Regions from separate parts of the Mus musculus genome. Here region 1 is linked to region 2. Evidence: chromatin contacts called from public Hi-C data. All regions are on one chromosome and are shown on one strand. Each heading gives the region's core, a stretch centred on a gene start, on an enhancer-like site or on the middle of the called end of the contact. The rest is flanking DNA. Distances are from core to core; before and after follow the strand shown. Region 1 overlaps Camk1d (calcium/calmodulin-dependent protein kinase ID). Region 2 overlaps Ccdc3 (coiled-coil domain containing 3).

Region 1 (6,299 bases), core at 2,165-4,664, 240 kb before region 2:
CTCTCTCCAGTATGGACACCATCACCCATGTATCTGGTCACCTCGGTCATCGTTCTGGTTTGTCTTCTGCTGCTGTGAGAAACCACTCTGACTGAAAGTAGCTTTGGGGTGGAAAGGGTTTATTTGGCTTCTAGATTACAGTCCAGGGAAGCCAGGGCAAGAACTCGGGGAAAGAACTGAAGCAGGGACCATGGAGGAACCTTGCTAACCGGCTTGTTACCTAGTACGTGCTTAGCTAGGTTCTTTGTTGTGTTTTAGAAATATGATTTTTGGTTTCCATTTTCCCCATTTATTAAAAATAGATTCTTTTCTCATACAGTATAGCCTGGTTATAGTTTCCTCTCCTCCTACTCCCCCCAGCGCCTCCTCCCTCCCCTTCCCATCCAGATCCACTCCCTTTCTGTCTCATCAGAAAATAACAGGCTTCTAAGAGATAACAACAAAACATAACACAATAAAATATAATGAGATAAAATAAAAGACATCCCCTCCAAGTTGGACAAGGCAAATGAACCAAAAAAAAAAAAAAAAAAAAAAAAAAAAGATTCCCAGGAGAAGGCACAAGTCAGAGATGCGCTTGTTCACACGCTCACGATGCCCATAAAAATCCTGAACTGAAGCTACGATAGATACACAGCGGCCATGGTGCAGACCCGTGAAGGCCCCGTGCATCTGCTTCAGTCTCCGAGTGGTTATGAGACTTGCCCGGTTGATTTAGAGGGCTTGTTCTCCCGTGTCCTCCATGTCCTCTGGTCCTTACTACCTCTTCTTTCATGGGTTTCCCTGAGCTCTGTGGGGAGGAATTTGATGGAAAATCTAGTTTAGAGCGGTGTGTTCCGAGGTCTGTCTCTCTCCCCCCTCCCCCTCCCCCTCCCCCTCCCCCTCCCCCTCCCCCTCCCCCTCCCTCTCCCTTTCCCTCCCTCCCTCTCTCTGTATAATGTCTGGCAATGGGTAGAGACTCATTTGTCCCCATGTGCTGCAGGAGGAAGCGTCTCTAATGATGGCTGAATAAAGCACTGATCTGTGAGAATTTTGTCTTGTTTTGTCTTGTTTTGGTTTAGGTTGTTGGTTTGTTTGTTGATGGCAGGGTTTCTCTCTGTAGCCCAGGCTGTCCTAGAACTCACTTTGTAGACCGGGATATCCTTGAATTCATGTAGCTCGGCCTCCTAATATCTGAGACTGAAGACAACATTATGCCTAGTAGCAATTAAAAAGACATATAGCCCAACTTCATGTCTTAAGGCTGGCACTATCCACAGGGCTACACTCTCCTGCGTCAATGAGCTATTAAGGAAATGTCTCGAAGGCATGGCTCAAGGCCAGTCGGATGTAGGCAACTCTTCATCTGTGGTCCCCGATCCCAGGTGACTCCAGGTTTCTGTCAAGTTGATAGCTGACGCTAACTGTGGCAGTCATGCTACGTTTTCACTAGGAACGCACTGTGATGTTTTCTCATTATAAACATATTTATCAATATTAAAATCAGAATGCAATTAGCTTTAGAAGCACTCCAGTGACAGTACATTTCATCCCTTTCTAATATTACCTGCGGTTTTACCATAGGAGACGAAAATGTCCTCTTCCTAAGAGGAGTCTTTGTATTGGGTTCTTAAGTAATTTGAAAAATTACAGTTTGATCTCTATAACATTTACGCCAACTTTTCCGGTGCATTCTTACAGCTGAGTTCCAGTCTAACAGTTAACGACAAAGGAAATAATGGGGAGCCTTTAACTGCTTGTTCTTCACAGTTCCCAGGGAAATCGGTGTAATTAGGCTTTCATGAAGGGACTGGTTTTCCTCATTAAAAAAAGAAATTATGCTCAGGAGCACAGCTAAGGGCTGAGCAAGTTGGAGAGAGAGAGGAGAAACGTTGACAGAGGTTATTGTTGGCACAAAGGAGCACCTCAGACTCAAGGCAACTGTCTGCAGGTTTCCTTTTATTTTGTTAGTTTTTTGATATGGGGGGTCTCACTATTTTATCTGGCCTGGAATTCACTCTGTATTGCAGACTGGCTTGAACTAACAGAGATCCACCTGCCACTACATAGTAAATGCTGGGAGTAAAGGCACGAACCACGATGCCCAGCTTTGTCTCCAGTTTTGAAGTAATTATTTCCTGGTGATTATAACACATGAAGTTTCCTCCGTGAGAAAAAAAATAAAAAGATCTGCCACAGAGGAGAAAATCAACATTTGCAAAAACAGACATTATACTGCAATCAGTAGCAATCCCCAGGCAGAACTGAATGGAAGGGCACATTAAACCAAATTATTTTAATGGGTTTCAGTAGTTGAGGTTTTCTGGAAAAGTCTACTACCAAAATGGAAACATGACCAAGCTCGTGAAACCTGTGTAACCTCTCAGGGGGCCATTGGCTCACATGATTTCAGTTAATTTTTAGTTTTATTCCTATTCAGTTGTCTCCTACTGCATGTGGTACTTGATCTTAAGATCAAGTTCAAAGCAAAACCTTTTACCATTCATAGACTCTTCATTTGGGTTCGTTTTCAGAAATAGGGAAATACTTCCAGTATTCCTCCTGAGGGTACACACTCTTAATCTTGATTAGATTCTGTGTAAACATAGATGTTTGACATTGATACAGCACAGGAAAGCTTCTTTTTTTTTAATTCCCAGTAAATGGTGTTTGAGTTTTCATACAACACAAGAATGGGGTGTGTGTGTGTGTGGTGTTTGTGTATGTGTGTGTGTGTATGCATGAGCATGTGTGTACATGTATATGTGTGTGTATGTGTGTGTGTACATGTGTCTCTGTGTGTGTATGTGTGTATGTGTGTGTGTGCATGTGTCTCTGTGTGTGTATGTGTGTGTGTTTGTGTGTGTATGTATGTGTGTGTTTGGTGTGTGTGTGCATGTGTATGTGTGTATTTGTGTATGTGTGTGTCTGTGCACATGTCTGTGTGTGTGTGTCTCTGTGTGTATGTGTGTGTGTGTGAGTATACATATGCAGATATGCATCTGGACTCCACTATGCTAGTACATGTGGAGGCCAGAGTCTGCCTTTGGGACGTCTTTTTCAGTTGGTTCTTCACCTTATTATTTTTTTTCCTTTTTTGAGATATGGTCTCACTGAATTTGGAACTTGCCATTTTGGCTAGACTCAATGGCCAACAAGCCCTTGGGGTCCCCCAGCACTGACTGGGGTTACAGTTACACACCACCATGTCTGGGTTTATTTTGTTGTTGTTGTTTTTGTTTGTTTGTTTTTGTTTTTGTTTTTGCATGGATGCTAAGGATCAAACTCAGGTCTGGTGTCCAGACTCACCACTGCTTTGTCTAATGCCTTTTTGCTGAAGTAAAGGTGCCCATGGGGTACAAAGCTAAGAGAAGGGTTTTAATTAACAGACACTCAAGCCACCAGATGGCTCCCTCTAGTTTTTAAATCTGCACTTAGGGGAGATAGATTGCCTTCCCTGAAAGGCAGCTTGATGGCTGAGTGGGTCTTCTGACTTCAGGCTGAACTGAGCAGTGTTATTGCTTGGCGTGCCACTTCTTTGATTATGAAATGGTGTTTGAGTTTTCATACAACACAAGAATGGTGTGTGTGTGTGTGTGTGTGTGTGTGTGTGTGTGTGTGCATGTGTGTACATGTATATGTGTGTGTATGTGTGTATGTGTGTTTGGTGTGTGATGTAATTAATTGATTAATGATGTAAGAACCTCAGGGCTGTTTCTACTCATGAGTCGTGACTTGATTTCACAGGCTTTCTCATTGTTTTAAAGCTGGAACCACCCATCTCTTGATCCTCCTCTCTTATGCTTCTTTTCTGAACACACAGGACCTTGAGAGTTTCACTGTTAGATCTCACCCTTCCCACGAACACTGAGAACAGACAGAGGAAGTCCCCACTGACTTCATATCATCTCTTCAATTTGCCTTTCTTTTCCCTATCGTCCTCTTGGGCATATTCACATTTGCAAAACACATCAGAGAGATTTGTTTGACTCATCAAAACCAAATAGAGGTACAGTGAAACCACTGTGGGGGGTTGACCCTACAGATTCTCTGACCAGACTGTGTTGAGCACCCTTTGTTTCATAAATGCTTCCCACAAGGTCTCACCATGCATCCCATTACACTACTGAAGAATGGAGGGAGACATTCCCCTGATTTTGCTCTGACCAAAAATGAGCCAACATAAAGGAAGCAAGCTGGATGGAGTTGACCTAAATGATTGTCCTCACTTATTTTAGGGTCATACCTTCTATGTACCATCCTTTTCCCCACACCAAACACTTATAGTCTCCCTCCTCCTCCTCCTCCTCCTCCTCCTCCTCCTCCTCCTCCTCCTCCTCCTCTTGGAACAGGCTTTCTGTTTTCTTGTTTAATTTCTGTTTTAATTTCTGGTGTCAGAGAACAAACCAGGACCACTGAGCTAAATCCCTGACCATCATTTAATTTAATTTAATTTAATTTAATTTAATTTAGGATGGTGTCTTGCTAAGTTGTACAGGCTGGTCTTGAACTTAGGATTCTGTGTCTCAGGCTCTTGAGTAATGGATATCACTGTCATATCTATATGCACCTGAGAGGTCAAACCTACTCCATCGACTTCATCTTAAAAACAGAAAAAACAACCAACCAACCAACCAAACAAACAAACAAACAAAAAAACCTGAAAACTTGACCAGCAGCTAAATCCAAGCTGCACCTAAGTGCCTGCAAGGACCCCATGGCCTGTCCTTGGTCCATACCCCAGAATCACTCCCTAGCTACTTCCTAGCAACAGTTAATCAAACTAGTCTGATTGTTTTAGATGTACTTTCAGACCATTTGTGATTATTCATGGTTTTGTTTCAGAACACCCACCTGTCGGCTTACGATAGTCATTCAGTTAGATGCTTGCCAGGATGGACACCCCCTCACCTGCTCCCATTTCCTATAAAACCTTGTCCCAATGAGAATTCAGGGCTACTTCACCAAACTGTCCTGGAGGTCTGTGGTGAGTAAGTCCAAGCTCAAGTTTATAAGAAAGAGACCCTAATATGATTACATCAGAGTTGGCTCCTGGATGGTCTTTTGGGCTCTTAAAGGAGACACAACACACCCCAGTGAGTGTTTTTATTTAGCAGATTTCTTCTGCAGTTAACCCTAGGGGAACATGGAAACATCTCTGCCAGTTCTCTGTGGACAATAAATGTCTTAATCTAGCTCTTGGGTTCCCATACGCTAGGAAGTACAGCTGAGAGGTTCGAATGGGATATGCCGTAAGGCATGACAGATATCAAGCTTATCATATAGAGAGAGTCATCTCGATTATGGCTCCCAACTCGAAGATATTCTGGTCACTGGGTATGATAGGGAAAGGGCATTACTTTGCAACTCTAACTAGCTCTCGGTGATACAGGTGTTGCTGATCAAAGCTCTTGTCGTCTGTCAGGAGTTGTGTCTTTGGAAATGACTATCAGAGTGGTGCTACGTCAAGCAGTTACCCCTGATCCAAGTGTGGTTTATTCAGATACTCCCTGGTATCCCAGGCTGAACTTCAGGACTCTGCATACTGAGTATAACTCGAACTTCTGATTCCCTTGTCTCTGGAATTATGCATGCACCAATATGCTTGTCTTATATAGTACTGGAATTCAAACCTGAGGCTTTATGAACATTAGTCAAGCACTCTACTTGACTGAACTCCGTCTCTAACCTTGAAAATTGTTTAAAGTGATTTCCACATCCATGTAACATAAGCCAACCTGGTGGCTAGAGCCTATTTCTGAAGACACCACACACTTGGATCCGGGATAGAGAAATGGGGCTAGAAACACTCCGGAAGCTTCCTCCTGTTGGCCACTGCATTCATGGTGGCAGAAGGTGCTGGTAGGTTGCTAAGGCATTCGATTCCTCAGCAGCCCTACCTAGGAGTAGTGTACTGGCTGGCAATGTGAGATGTGCTCATTGATGTAATATTAGCATACTTGCTTGTAGGCAACCCAGTGCTTTCTGATTGGATCTGTTCTTGCGCGCGCTCGACTGGCCAGGAAGAACGATGCTGCAACAGGATCCTTCTGCACACGTTTATTGGGAGAGCTTGATTGTAGAGGCGAAAAGACTTCAAGCCCAGAACTAGTGCTGCTTTTATAGGCCTAGGAGGGGCGTGTCTCACACCCGGATTGGTTATGCACTAAGCCTCATTTGCATGTTCCTCATCTGATTGGCTACTCTCTCTCAGTACCTTACAGAACCTCATTATCATACCTCATTTGCATATCTCACATCTGATTGGTTATACTCTCAGTACCTTACAGAACCTCATTATCATGCCTGGGCCAGGCAGT
Region 2 (6,243 bases), core at 169-2,668:
CATAGCCTAGGATGACCTTGAACTTCTGGACCTCCCACGTGGCCATCAGTTTATGCAGTTCTGGGAATCAAACCCAGAGCGTCAGTCATGTTAGGCAAGCATTCTGCCAAGTAAGGACCACCCCCAGCCCGCAAACCTAGTCTTTACAAACCACTGCCTCCTCTCAATCATAAAATGATTAAATGGGGTGAGGGCTCTGAGTCACCCACTAGCCCACACTGTCTCTATACCAACGCTCTCCACAGCAGCCATCACCTCATGCTCTGGCCTGGACAAAGACTCTCACACGTCAGCAGAGGGCGCTGCACAGCATGGCAGGCTTCTGAGTGCCCCACCCCATGCCTCCCACCATCAGGGGTTCGGGCTCTGAAGAGGCATCCACTTAGAAGTCCAGACTCTGCCACCATGAGCTCTACCCCACGCTGCAATGGCAGGTAAATGCCCATGGGTCACAAGGCAGGCCCTTTGGGACTCACTAAACCTGAGACCCCCCCTTTCTCCCGTGGGACACTTCCTCGTCTGTGTCTCAATGTCTGTGCTGAACGCTGCATGGACATCTCACCTAGATCTCAAAACTCAGAAAGGGGACCATTCTTGTAGCCCATAGCCAAAGCTAAGGCTCGGTGACACTGAAGGACATAAACGCGCTTGCAGAGTTCATAAGAAACAGAGCTAAGATGCTACCCTAGGTCTGTCCCAGTCCAGATTCTGAGATGCCATCCACCTTCAGTAATTTCGGGACTGTCATTCCTCAGTGCTGCCTCGATGTCCCTGATGCTCACTGATACTGGATACATAAAGCTCCTTATTATTGTTATTTGGTGTGTGTGTGTGTGCGTGTGCATGCAAACATGTGCACAGTGGGGGGATGCACACACCACAACATGTATGCGGTGGTCAGAAGACAACTCTCTTCCATCTCAGTCCGTCAGGTCCATCAAACCAGCCGTCCGTATAGATCTTAAAGGAGGAGGGCAAACCCCCACCCTTAGAATAGGCACTTAGATTGCAGTGTTGGCAACCAGAGCTTCTAAAAGCCTCCGTCATCAGCAGGTCCCTCCAGAAAGTGATGCCCCCACCCCCCAGGCAAGAGAGAAATCCATTTGCTACAGAGATTGTCTCGAGGCTTTAGAAGTGACCTCCACAGAGGGCTTCAATTAATTAGTGTTTCTCATAACAGAATCCAGGCTCCCCTGGGGCCTCTCCAGTAAGATTTCATAAGCAGTATTTTAAACACTGGACCATGTGCTCTGCTGCCTCCATTGGCAGTCTCAATATTTCATCCCAAACAGACACGCGTTAAGTGCCTATTGTTCATCAACAGAATTGGATGTGAGAAGACCAAAGTCTCGCTCATTACCCGCTTCAGATAAATACTCACTGGGGTCATGCCTGGATATGGGCTCCATCTTTTTCTGGAGCCACAGTGCACATGAACAAGCTCAGCCTGGACTTGTGCATGGCGGGGTCTGGATGGTATCAACTGTGTGGTCGAAGGAACCCAATACATCATCTGGACAGAAGTCACTCTCCAGCTCTAAAACGTGTACCTCACTCTCATTTCAGGATGAAAGGCTCAAGGCTTTTAAATTTAAGTATTTGAAAGGAAGGAACGAATTCTTACTGCTGCCCTTTAACACGTACCTTGACTTAATCTACACCACCAGCCGTGTGGCAGAGCCTTGAGGTCCTGTGACAGCAAGGATGAGGTAGTGAAGAAGCAGAAAGAAACTGTAGGGCCTGTTGGAGTTGGGGGGTTAGTCAGTGAAGAGACACCATGACCACAGCAACTCTTACAAAGGAAAGCATTCAGTTGGGGCTGTTGCAGTTTCAGAGGTTTAGTCCACTGTCATCATGGTGGGAAGCATGGCAGTGTGCAGGTGGCCGGGATGCTGGAGGAAGAGCTCGAGAGTTCTACTCAGATCCACAAGCAACAGGCAGAGAGTGACACTGGGCCTGACTTGAGCATTTGGAAGCCTCAAAGCCCATCCCCAGTGACCCACTTTCTCTAACAAGCCCCACCCACTCCAACAAGGCCATGCCTCCTAAGCACCCCCCCCCCATCAAGTAGCACCACTCTCCAATGAGAAGCATTCAAATCTATGAGTCTAAGGGGGCCACTCCCATTCAACCCACCACAGCCCCCAAATATGGGGGGGAGTGAAAAATACTCATGAAGAAAGAAAGAAAAAGAAAGAAAGAAAGAAAGAAAGAAAGAAAGAAAGAAAGAAAGAAAGAAAGAAAGAAAGAAAGAAAAAGAAAGAAGGGAGGGAGGGAGGGAGGGAGGGAGGGAGGGAGGAAGGAAGGAAGGAAGGAAGGAAGGAAGGAAGGAGCACACAAGCCAGGGTGGGCAGAAAGCAAGCAAGCTGAGAGCTGGGGCAAGCAACCTGGGGTCTCTGTGGAGGGAATAATGAGTGGAGGAATGGAGGAAGGAAGAAAAGAAGGAAGGAAGGAGGGAGGGAAGGAGGAAGAAAGGAAGAGAGAGAAGGAGGGAGAAGAAGAAGGGAGGGAGAGAAAATGATGGAGGGAGGAAAGGAGAAAGAGAGGAAGAGAGGGAGGAAGGAAAAAGGGAAGAGGGGAGAGAAGAGGAAGGGAATCTAGAAACCACAGGCACTTGATCTCTGGTAAGCCAAGTACTGAGGACTACAACCATGTCCCCATGTCCCTGAAAACTAGAAAGCTGTCCTTCTCTCAGAGCCTCTTTCCAGCCCTGGGGCCAGGACACAGAAGGAAGGACTTTCCCTGAGATACAGAACCAACTGGAGCACATCTACAGCTCACCATCTACAGCTCACCATCTACAGCTCACATCTACAGCTCACATCTACAGCTCACATCTACAGCTCACATCTACAGCTCACATCTACAGCTCACATCTACAGCTCACATCTACAGCTCACATCTACAGCTCACATCTACAGCTCACATCATCTACAGCTCACATCTACATCTCTGTCGCATCCTTTACAGCTCCAGGGGTATTTCAGATCAGAGCAATTTCAGTTTCATTTCTCTTGTTCTGTGCATGTAGACATGCACGTGCTTGTGTGTGTGTGTGTGTGTGTGTGTGCGTGTGCGTGTGCGTGTGCGTGTGCGTGTGCGTGTGTGTGTGTGTGTAGGCTATCCTCACTCACATGCTACACCCCTTGTTTGTTTTAGGCAAGGTCTCTCAATGAGCTTGTAGGCTGAGCTAGCTGGCCAGGGAGCCCCAGGGACTCACCGTGCAGCCTCAGCAATTGGCTTACCAGCATGTAGCACTATAACTTCCCTTCTCTTATGTGGTTCCTGGAGTTCAAACTCTGATCTGCCAGCTTGTGAGGCAAGTGCTTTACCTACTGAGCCATCTTGCCAGTAACTTTCAGCAGGACTATTTTACTCAACTACAAAGCTATGTGCAAAACCAAACAAACAAACAACAACCACCCAACTGTACACTTTTGAAACCCCGTGTCAGTGTCTGGATATAAAGTCGATACAGATAGGCTGGGCTGCAGAGATGGCTCAGAGTTTAAAGAGCACTGACTGCTCTTCCAGAGGTCCTGAGTTCAATTCCCAGCAACCACATGGTGGCTCACAACCATCTGAAATGGGATCCAATGCCCTCTTCTGGTGTGTCTGAAGAGAGTGATAGTGTACTCACATACATAAACTACAGACAGGCCCCATGCTAGCAGGTAGGGCTATGGGATAAGCCGTTGTCTTGCAGCCCTACTTTCTGACTTCCCTGACCTTTTTGTCTCTCTCTTCACAGCTTCCTGAGATGTTGCACTTCAGGGTTGGATTAGACAGTTTTCTGTCCCTGGCAGTCTGCATCCCACATCTGTGCAAAATTAACAGACTGGCCTCAAGAGTCCCAGGTCACCTCTGGGGGACCCTGAACGTTCCTGCCAACAGCATCTAGGCTTTGCTTAGCCCACCCACCCCCCAGGAGGGATGCATGATTCTGCCGGGTGTCACGGCTGAGATGAGATACAGCCTCTGAAGCCGGGCAGCATCCCAGAGAGTCTGGGCAGCCAGAGCCAAGACTGCCTAGGGGGACAGCAGGAAATCTCCCTGAGCACCAGGTTCACAGGCAGCATTTGTAAGCACTGAGATCCAGCAGCCTCAGAAATGTCCCTGCAGGCCTATGATAAAGGCAATGTATGCTGGGAAAGCTGAACGCTGAAACTAACCCCTGGGTAAGGGTGGCTCAGAGGGCCTCTGAGAGGGAGGAGGAATCTGGAAGAAAAAAAGGATAAAATCAAGACCCTGAGCTGGAAAGGTGGCTCAGGGGCTAAAACCCACGTGGAGCCAAGGATGAAAGCCTGGAGGCCCCAATTTGATCCCTGAAACTCCATAAAGTAGGAGGAAGGAAGTGACATCACACCTCTGACCTCCACTTGTACTTCATGGTAATAAAAGTTTTTAAGGCAGTTGCCCTTTTGTCTCCACACTCCTGTCTTGGTGCCAGCACCTTTGGGATGGCCTTGCAAAGCCGCGACCCAGCTGCCGCCAGTGTTGCCGCCCATTTGAAAAGGACTGCATCATGGTACGATGGCAAACTGTGCCAAAAGGATAAGAAGTCAGGCCAGCGACAGCAGTGACAGACTGTGCAATCCTCCAGCTGATGAAGATGTGAGAATTCTTGGGATCTGGGAGCATTCCCTTTCTAGTATCATAGATACCAAAGTAGGCAGCTCGGTAGATGATAATGCCCTGTACTGACACATTAAAGCCTTGGCACAGGCCTGTAATCCCACCAGATTTGTAAATCTTAACCAGGCAGTCACCAAGGCCTTTGAATTTCCTTTCCGGCTTTGCCCACATCAGCTGCTACATGGGTACGGGCAAAATCTAGAAGGTACACAAAGCACAAGGATGTGGCCCCAGCAGCACCACCTGATGCCAGGTTTCCTGCAAAGTAGCGTCAAAACTGGGTCATCTTGTCCACACCACCCAGAAAGATCTGCTTGTATTTATCTTTGAAGGCAAAGTTGAGAGCCTGAGTGGTGAAGTATCTGATGACATTGGCCAGGTTCCCACGCTAGATGGACAGGATTCCCTGTTCCTTGGGGATATGAACCACACAGAGTCAGGGAGTCAAAGCCAGTTGTCGACCCAGTCCTGTCCCACACTCGCCTGCCTCTTCTTTTTTTTGCTTTCAACATGACAGATGCCACCGTGTCCTTCGCCAAGGACTTCTTGGCCAGTGGAGTGGCTGCGGCCATCTCCAAGATGGTGGTAGCACCCATCGAGAGGGTCAAGCTGCTGCAGCAGATGTATCATGCCAGCAAGCAAATCACAGCAGATAAGCAATACAAGGGCATTATAGACTATAAGCAGTTCTGTCACAACCATGGCCTACAGTTTCACTCATGACCAGTAAAGTCGGCCCTGACGGCAACTCCAGTTATGACTTTTGACTCTTTGATTGCACACAGGTAATAGGATTTAGTAGAAACTGTACTTCAAATTCTGATCCATTTCCAGGGTAATGCGAAACTGTCTGATCAGCTCTTCTTACAATGCCAGCCACATCTGACATCCACTTGCAGGTCCCAGCCAATCACATGGTCACGTGGGACACAACCTATACAAAGCATGTTATGACTAAGCTATGATATTGGGCTAGATAATTTTTATGTCAACCTGACATAAGCTAGGGTCTTCTAGGAAAAAAGAAATCTTCAGAAAATGCCCCCACAGGACTGGCCTCCACCACCACACTCAGGTTGCCTTCTCATTTCCCAGTTTTCTGAGAGTTAAAAGATTAGCCACTGAAGCCATCTCAAGTCCAACATTTACCCCAGATCTTGTGGATTCTGAGGTCCACACTGAGGCCGCATGTGCCTGCCTGCTTCCAGTGGTCCTCAACCTGGGTCAAGACCTCTAACCTTTTTATAGGGGTCACATATCAGAGATATTGTATATCAGATATTTATATTAGGACTCATAGCAGTAGCAAAATTACAGTTATAAAGTAGCAACGAAAATAATTTTATGGTTGGGCAGTCACCACAACATGGGGAACTGTATTAAAGAGTAGCAGCCTTAGGAAGATTGAGGACCACTTAGACCATTAAAAACTGCGGCTCCTGGGCATGTGCCTCCAGCCCCTGCCTTCTCTTTAGCCACTCCTTGCCACCTGGTCCATGCAGCATAGCTAAAAGTTTGCAGAGTCCTGGGGACCCATAAGATCAAAACTGATGATATTCTGGTGACCCAGGAGATAAAAGCTATTTTCTGAGCTCAGCATGGTATTCG

Evidence for each region. Hi-C and Micro-C count contacts between places; a contact is called where the count stands out from the background.
Region 1: a Hi-C map of the N1E-115 cell line shows a contact between it and region 2, with 4 times the contacts expected there. The contact joins two enhancer-like sites. A contact is called at or near these places in 7 of 484 Hi-C or Micro-C datasets (the N1E-115 cell line, Sertoli cells, cerebral cortex and 2 more), 4 of 115 datasets of contacts at active chromatin or transcription factors (embryonic stem cells and fibro-adipogenic progenitors) and 1 of 9 other capture datasets (embryonic stem cells).

What each region holds. Positions count from the first base shown.
Region 1 is chr2:5,393,711-5,400,009 of GRCm38.p6, reverse strand. All of the region lies in intron 3 of Camk1d (calcium/calmodulin-dependent protein kinase ID), which reads left to right. Among named protein-coding and RNA genes, the nearest start is that of Gm36906, 82 kb to the right of the region's middle. Within about 2 kb of position 3,414, at least 6 of the 459 cell types and tissues checked have an H3K27ac peak or open chromatin away from gene starts, as enhancers often do. A contact at or near this core is called in the N1E-115 cell line, where this site is marked.
Region 2 is chr2:5,155,381-5,161,623 of GRCm38.p6, reverse strand. All of the region lies in intron 2 of Ccdc3 (coiled-coil domain containing 3), which reads right to left. It also overlaps the pseudogene Gm13198. Among named protein-coding and RNA genes, the nearest start is that of Ccdc3, 21 kb to the right of the region's middle. Within about 2 kb of position 1,418, at least 8 of the 459 cell types and tissues checked have an H3K27ac peak or open chromatin away from gene starts, as enhancers often do. A contact at or near this core is called in the N1E-115 cell line, where this site is marked.